2 separate regions of the Anser cygnoides genome follow, and region 1 is linked to region 2. The links are chromatin contacts, called in public Hi-C maps. All regions are on one chromosome and are shown on one strand. The core of a region is the stretch at or near the end of the contact, and the rest is flanking DNA. Distances in the headings are between cores, read along the strand shown. Region 1 has its middle 65 kb from the start of GTPBP8. Region 2 overlaps SLC35A5 (solute carrier family 35 member A5).

Region 1 (4,040 bases), core at 71-2,570, 93 kb after region 2:
GACAGAAAGGATGAGCAAATAATTAAGTTTATATGCGGGGTATGGGTCAGATTTCAAAAGCAAATGGAATAAAATTAAGCAAAACAGCATGTATTCCAAATTGGAATCAGCTATAACATTACAAAAAATCTGTGTACCTCCTATTGTAAATATTTATACTTTTGAATTTCCTTAGTAAACTGCCAGATATGAATCCCAAAAGAACATTATTTACTTGTTTTAGTTTTTAGCTAATCTGCACGTAATTTTTCCTGTGAGATCAAAATCTTACATTACTGAGACACTGGATTTTTTGTATTGTGGATCAAGCAGGAATACAATTCATACATGCATTACAGCATCATCTGTTAACACATAGCAGACTATAGTGACTAGAATTTGACTTCACAGAGCATTAATATCTGAATATGATGCCATAAAAAGAACCATAAACCTCCTTGGATCAGATGGCCTGCAGAAGTCCCTTCCAACCTCAGTCTCTCTGTGATTCTGTGATTCTGTGTTAGAAAGGGAGAACTTCTTGCACCTGAAAATCCAGGGGGTATCAGTGCAGGGATTATGCTATTCAAGTTTACATATAACTTCCTGTTCTGTCTCACTACTTGCAGTTACTCGGTTTCTGACAAAATGCAGCCTATTGATCAGTCTTGCTCAGGCTGAATTCTGTCCTACCAGTCTAATTCCAAGTTATTCTGTATAGGGTTAATTCCCGCCTTGTCTTTCATGCCTTAAATTCCATCTGCTGCCTACCTTCTCCTCTCCACGGTAGGAATACAACGGGTCTTACATACCTTCAACTTATCTACCTTGATGTCTGTCCAAGAAAAGTCCTCATAAGAACTGGTTGCTGCTTTTATAGTGTCTGACATACAGTTGTTTGGATTGTTATTGTTGCTTTGAGCTAGTAAGTGGAATATGTGCTATTAACTTAAGATTTTAGCATATGTTTCTACAGGATGTTGCAACGGAAACAGAAACTGTCAGTGATCAGCTTGCAGAGTTAGTTATTTACAGTGAGCTGTCTCAATACATTCATGCATCTCACACCTTCGTGTGTTTTTGAAAATCTTAACTCTGATCTTTTGAAAATCTTAACTCTGGAAGGAGTAACTGGGCATTAAAGCATTGAACATACTGCCAGTATTGCATGTGCTTTCAAACATCACTATTGATATCCTGCCCTGCCATGTTTGGTGTGTCTGTTCGAACTGTAAGTTTCTTAGGTCACGGACAGTCTACAACTCCCTGTTTGTACAGTGATTACTATATCTTTGTCAATTTTGATTAGTCCCTAGACATTGCTATAATAAACATGGGTAATAACAAAGCAGTAATCTTCAATCACCTCAAATTTGAGCCAGCAGCATAAAGGCAAGGCCTCATTATCCCTTGAGCCATTCATTCGGTCTTTTGAAAGCAAGCTCTTAAACAGTGCAAGTATTTTTTCTGTCCCTCTCTCCCCAGAAATCCCCACCCCTTTTCCTTTATGTAATTAAAAGGCAGGTAAGAGAGAATAGCCTCAAAAGCTTTTGGGAAGAATCTGTTTCCTGAGCCCCTCCAGGTCCTGATGACACCACTAAAACAGAGGGGGAAAAAAAAAAAAAGAGATTTCATAGTTTGGCAAAACAGTTTTGATCAAAATAACTGCAATTTGCAGGGATTAGATCTGGTCTACTGTCTTGCAGAGGTAAGAATTGGACAGTGGCTCTTTATGATTTCATAGCCCTCTGGGTAGGCTGCCAAAGTAAGCATGTTTTGGATGAAAGTCTGAAAAAGGGGAAAAAAGAGCTGGCATCAACAGACGTTTTGGTGTCCACCTCCTGCCCTAATAGTTTTCTTTTAATCCTTAGCCAGGGCATGAGAAATACAATCCTCCTGCATTAAAAGCAATTAAGCAGTCATATGTTGGACTGTATGTGACTTGAGATTTGCTCCCTTTACAGGATGAATAAGGTTAATAGAATCTGATTAGCAGCTGAAAAGCCACCATGGAAATTTTTACAAACTTTCTCTCCTCTACCCCCCAAATGTAACTTGCTCCTTCTACAGATTTTATTCTTACTTTTGATGACGTGAGGAGTAAAGCAAGCAGGGATATAATATTTACCTGGAATAATTTTTAAGAGTTCGTTTGAGATATCTCAGTGTATTTTAGTTCCTTAGAGCTTGTGTCTTGGAATCTCTTTCACTTTCATGAAGCCATCTAAGTGATTTTTTGTGTCCTGATCTATGGTTATGATTATGGTTATAAAGAGTAGAAATAATGTCTACTTTCAGCTGGTGCAGTAGAGCTTGAAATGGTAAATGAAAACAGATGACGCACAACCAAGTCCCAGTGCTATACATTGTTTTTGCAGATTTTTTTTATTTTTTATTTTTAAAAGCCACTCTCCCACCCCTGCATACACGTGGCAGTGTTAGTAGATTTTCAGCCTTGGAAGTGTTAGCAGCTGAGTCTTGTGTAACCTTTCCACTTCAGGGCATGAGCTCATCAGCTTGTACAGCTAAAGCACTGCTGGGCAGTGGTCAGCGTGAAGTGAGGAGACCACAGGAAAACAAGCAAACAAACAAAAAAAAAAGTGTCCTATGGAAAGTATTTCTTAATAAATGGACAAAAGACAGTGATTTGCTGCAAGGTGGCCTCTGAAATCAGATGCCAGATGGCATAAAAGTGTTGTCCCTTAAAAACTCAATATTATTCTCTGTGAGGATGTTATACAAACTTCTATGACATGTTGGAAATACAGGGGGTAGGGTTGAAGAGCAGGTTCCCCATCTAAACCCAGTTTGGCAGTTTCAATTTGATATTGCAGTTTTCACTTTCTATTCTAAAACTCTTAAATGGATTAACAGTTCTCATAGTTGGCTGTGTTCAAGCTTGGAGGTGGATGCACTTTGATGGCAGAAGTCATGCTTAGTTTCTACACAGTATCTACAATAACTAGAAGACCATGCACTTCACAGAGTAGGTCAGTGTCATCACCCTGTTTTACCTACCGGAGAAGTGTGACTTCTAGAGGAGAAGAAATTTACCTATGTTTACTAAAGGTATTGTCAGCTTTATTTAAGGCAGATTTGAGGGTCTATTTTATATATCTATATCTATATCTATATTTTTTTTCTTTCCTATTGCGGCTGTTCTTTCCTGATTTTTGAATGGACAGAAAGTTGTTCTGGGTGATTGTGGGCGAATCACTAAATTCCACTTCCCTTCATTTTATTGTCTATTTGAAATATTGATGACAATTCAGAGGGGATTAATGTAGTTAAATATATAAGTAATGGTGAAGTACTGTAAGATCTCTGGCCAGGAGGTGTTACTAACAGGCAAAGCGGTATTAGTCTCCTCCAGTGTTCTGACTGTTTTTTAAATACTAAGTCCAGAGAGCCAGGAGTGCCTACTTACTTCAACCTCATTGGGTCAATGAGGTGCAGAGAGCTTCTTTAAAAAAAACCTCTGTTTCTTATTACTTCCTGCGCTGCTCTGCTGTGGCACTGACAGCTCAGCTCCTACATTTGCAGCATCCTCTTGGTTTGGATATCCCCTATATCAGGTTTAGCTTGTCAGCAGATCTGTAAATGTGCTGAGTTGCTCTCCTACAATGTGGGTCCTGCAGTAGTAAGGAGAAAGCTATACTGTACTGCAGCCAGTGGTAAATGCTCCTAAAAAGCATGTTCCTACAGTTATTCGTCTATAAGGCGCCATCATATAAGATCTTTTAAGTTTTCTACTGCAGATCTATGCTCTTGGTCCTACCAATAACAGGACTAGTTAGGCTAGATAACCCAATTCTTTGCTGGGATCTTACACACCCCTACTTCCCTCTCCTGAACCAGCATGCCAAGGAGCATGGTGGGTCACGCAAGCCCAGACCCAGTCATCTGTTTTGTGTTTGAATATACAGCTTTTCACATCGTACAGCCTAGGTGCACATCTTCAGCCCCTTGCAATGTATCTGTAACATGACTTGATACAAGAACCTTTTAAGATTTTCATCAGCATTTCAGTATTAAGAGGTCTGAGTGCTTGCAGAAAAGTA
Region 2 (4,200 bases), core at 1,426-3,925:
GAGCACTGAAACCTCTCCGCCTCAGTCTGGGACATCTGCTTATTCTAGTGCAGTGCTTCATATCTGCCCTGGCTAACATCTACAACGAAAAGATCTTGAAAGACGGGGACCAGCTTGGTGAGAGCATCTTCACGCAGAACAGCAAACTGTATGCCTTTGGGGTGCTGTTCAATGGGCTGATGCTGGGTTTGCAGGCCAAGGACCGGAGGCAGATAGGGAACTGCGGCTTCTTTTATGGGCACAACATCTTCTCAGTGGCTCTTATATTTGTCACAGCTTTCCTGGGGCTGTCTGTGGCCTTCATCTTGAAGTTCCGAGACAATATGTTCCATGTTATGACTGCTCAGATCACCACTGTCATCATCACCACAGTGTCTTTCGTCATCTTTGACTTCAGGCCTTCTTTAGAATTCTTTTTGGAAGCTCCTGTGGTGCTTCTCTCCATATTCATCTACAATGCCAGTAAACCAAGAGGCCTGGAATTTGCCACTCTGCGGGAAAGGGGCAAGCTCTTCAAAGGAGACACGTGGGAGAGGTCAAGTGGGGTAAGGCTTTTCAGTACTCCTCTCGTTTCTCCTTTGTTTCACCTCCATTTCCACCATGGCATATTTAGAAGATTTGTTTTGCATGTAACCAGACTCATTCCTCAACTCAAACACCAAAGCTCGCTGTTTGTTAAAAATCTTTAAAATTGATGGGAAATTATTTTGCGTATTCCACTTTTTAAATTCATGAAGCTCAGGTAACTGTTGCTTTTCTGCCGTGACTACAGAAAGTGCTGTGAGCAACTTTAGCAACTTTTATACAAATCCTCTCTTGCGACTTCTTTGACCAGATATATTTGTCCACTGACCCTGGGCATACAGAAGTTGGAACTGACGCCTGGGAACTAACTGTACTTAAGTAAAACTGATAAATCTTTGTGTAGCTGAGCCCATAAAGAAATTAATATATTAGTTAAGATTCTTCATACTGTAACAGTCAAAAGATATCTGAGGACATTCTTAACACGATTTTTTTCGTACGCAACATTTTCTGCAGGTACTTTTCTTTTTTTTTTTTTTTTCTTTTGCCCTAATTTGAATAGTAATCTAGACAGCTAGAACATGACACAGAGGGCTTGCCCTTAGACTCAGCTGTAGTCTCAGCTCATTTAATTGAGCTGAGAAATTAGTCAGAGTGGGAAGGAGCTAATGTCTGTGTGTTCTGCATGTACAGATCTGCTGTTACGCATGACGCAACCAGCAGAGAGTGCTGTCTCCATTTAATTCTAGAAAAAATTAAACTTGGAAGAGATATTTTCTAGAACTTCTACATAGTGACCTGTTAGATTGTCGTTTAACAAGCAGTAAATAATACAGTCGTAGTTTTTGGTGTAGCTGGCATTATCTATTTTAGCATTTACAATTGAGCATCTGTGGTAAAAACAAAGAGTGCTACGTGAGCAAGTTTCCTGATGAATGGATAGGCTACAAGCTGTTTTAGAGACCAAGTCACTAAAAAGTATTAAAGATGAACGGGACGTTCCTTATGAACATGTATATGTTAGAGGAAGATTTTAACATACTGGTAAAACATGTAAATTACTGGGTGTTAATATGACAGAGATATCTTAAATAAACCTATTTCTTTTCTTTCTCTCTTTCTCTTCCTCTTTCTATGTATTAATAACAAGATAACTTTTGCTCACATTGTTCTCTTCTCATTCCTGTAGGACGGAGAAGAGTTTGAGAGACTGAACAAACCAAGCAGTGACATCGATACAGATGAAGATTCGCTCTAGCATGGAGCTGGCTAAGAGGAATGCTATTACTCATAGTGAGAGAATGTTAATGTTTCCTTAACATTGCGAAGGGTCCTTTTTTGCCATTTGCAGAACAATTGAGACTACTTTGGGTCTGGATGTCAGAGATGGATGAGGAAAACATTCAAGCTCTTAATTTGAGCCATTTATTTTTGAGAGCTGTTTTCCCTCTTCCCATGAGTGCAAATTAGGAGTTCAAAATCTGCTGCAATAAACGAAGTTTATACCTGAAGTAAACAAGAAGAGGCTTGGACCCTGGACTCAGTTGTCTGGGTGACATGCTGCATTGGAGGGCAGTCCTGGACTCTAACCATGTCTTTCATCACTTTGGTTCACTGTCCTGAGTCACTGCCAGTTCCTGTATGAATTCCTTGGTTAGCAAAGCAGAGATTATAAAACCTGTCCACGTTGCAAAAGTGATATAAGGGTTGATTAGTATCTTCCAATGTAAAAATGCTTCATTAAGTTTTCTTTTCAGGGCTTAAGATATTACTAATAACAGTCAATATGCCTCTTATTTATGAGGTTTTATTGTATTTTGGTGATTCACATTGAAATACCCCTAGCTGAGTGAAAGAGTCCCCCTGAACCAATCTCATCAAACCTTGACTTGAGAATGTATAATAATCAGATAATTTGTCTGAAGGATCAACATATTCTTAATCCAGGAGAATCTTTTTCAGTTTGAATGGTCTTAATTCTGTTTTCATTCCTGTTTTACACCAGTGTAACTCTGTACTGGCTCCTGTGGAGTCCTTTCTGATTCTTTGATGTGGCTGAAGTAGATTTCACTGACTTCAGCCACCAGCTCTCTCACATTTCCAGTATGAGACTGGTGTGTGCCTGTCTCCTGACGTCTGGGGGAACTGAAATTTGGAATGCCTTTGTAGAAAATAGTGGATTTTACTTGCAATTTATGTGGCTTAACTTTGAAAGATCCTGAATAAAACAAAAGTGTGTTATTTGGTATGAATGTATCATAGGGTCTTTATTGCATTTAGAAAGGGTATGACTTTGCACTGGGGCCACTATCTGAAAACGGATGTTATGTAGCTGCAACGATGCCCTGCAATATCTGGAACACTGAGCAGGAGGGTGCAGGTGTTAATACCATTTGTTGTTGCTCTGACAACTCAGGCTGATAAGAGTTTGCATTCGTTTTTGTAGAGAGCAAAAGCATTTTGCAGAATGTCAGGCACAGTGATCTCAGAATCACTGTTAAAGTGTCTGCTGGATTGTATTTTCAGTGAGATGAAAAATGGGTTCAAAATAATTCAAGGAATTTTAAAAATTGGAGGATGAAGGGAACAGTCAAAAACAAGACTTCGATAACGGAAAGATCGCTGTCAAAGGAATTCTTATGAAGGTATGCAATGAGTTCAGTGTCAGAGCCTCATACCACAGTGTATCTTAATCAATTACTGATGCATTTCTCTGTGGACTGAAGACAGTTCTGCCTTTGTTCCCCTCTGCCATCCTTTTTCCAGGCTCTGTGTGCTTACTTACGCATTCTGTCTTGATGGCTCATTGCTATATTAATTAACATACCTCCTGTCACTGATCCATCAAGCAGGGCAGCCTGTTTCCAGTTGTGGCCGATGACTGTCAAGTTATAAACAATGCATGTGAAATTCTTATTCTGATTTCTTTCATCTTTTTTCCAGGAGTATGATCTTTTTCTAGCATGTATTAAGAATGACACAAAGTGAAATTACTGTTGTGGTTTGTTTATATGAGCTAACCTTGTAAATATGTTGAGCTGAAAAATGTTTTACAGCTGATCTTGTTGTGCTAGTATAGTAGCTCGTTTTATCAAAAGGAATCCTAGTTGTTTGGATTTGTACAGAATGAATAAGAAAGCATATTTGAATGTAAATTCCAGAAACATGAGTTTCGTTGGTGTGTAATGTTCTATTTTGGGAAATGAAACTTTAATGCAAAAAAAAAAAAGCTCAAACTCTTCAAGACTTAGTTGCAATAAGACAGTTTCTTTTTTTTTTTTTCTCCATTACATACAGGTTTGCAGTATATACTTGCCTCAATTCATTGTCTTTTTCAGTCACAGCTACCACCTTTAGCAGACATTTCCATGAAAAGTGAAAGTACTGTTAGTTTTTAGATTGCTTTGCATTAGTAGTGGTAGCTTTTTACATCGACTTTTGCAGGCAGCTTTGCCTTGCCTTAAGTCAGAACATAAAAATTAGCCTCATACCTCTAATGATAGAGCATCAAACCAAAGATGAGTGTCTTTAAAATTTTTGACCTTCCTGCCATGAAATGTATGCCTAAAGAGAAATAAGAGCTGGAAATTATTGATCTGCAAATGTTATAAAGTATATTTAGACTTGCTTTCAGCTCTTACCCTGCTTAGTCAGTTTTTCCCCTCTATAAATTTC

Evidence for each region. A called contact is a pair of places that touch in the nucleus more often than the background predicts.
Region 1: a contact with region 2 is called in a Hi-C map of liver, with 4 times the contacts expected there. The contact joins two enhancer-like sites. A contact is called at or near these places in 4 of 7 Hi-C or Micro-C datasets (granulosa cells and liver).

Annotation. Positions count from the first base shown.
Region 1 is chr1:96,367,416-96,371,455 of Taihu_goose_T2T_genome, forward strand. No RefSeq gene overlaps it. Among named protein-coding and RNA genes, the nearest start is that of GTPBP8, 65 kb to the right of the region's middle. Within about 2 kb of position 1,321, at least 1 of the 3 cell types and tissues checked has open chromatin away from gene starts, as enhancers often do. A contact at or near this core is called in liver, where this site is marked.
Region 2 is chr1:96,272,921-96,277,120 of Taihu_goose_T2T_genome, forward strand. SLC35A5 (solute carrier family 35 member A5) reads left to right here. Exons shown (of 6, transcript XM_013184470.3): 5 at 1-545; 6 at 1,715-2,773. The coding sequence ends at 1,783. Among named protein-coding and RNA genes, the nearest start is that of SLC35A5, 9.0 kb to the left of the region's middle. Within about 2 kb of position 2,676, at least 2 of the 3 cell types and tissues checked have open chromatin away from gene starts, as enhancers often do. A contact at or near this core is called in liver, where this site is marked.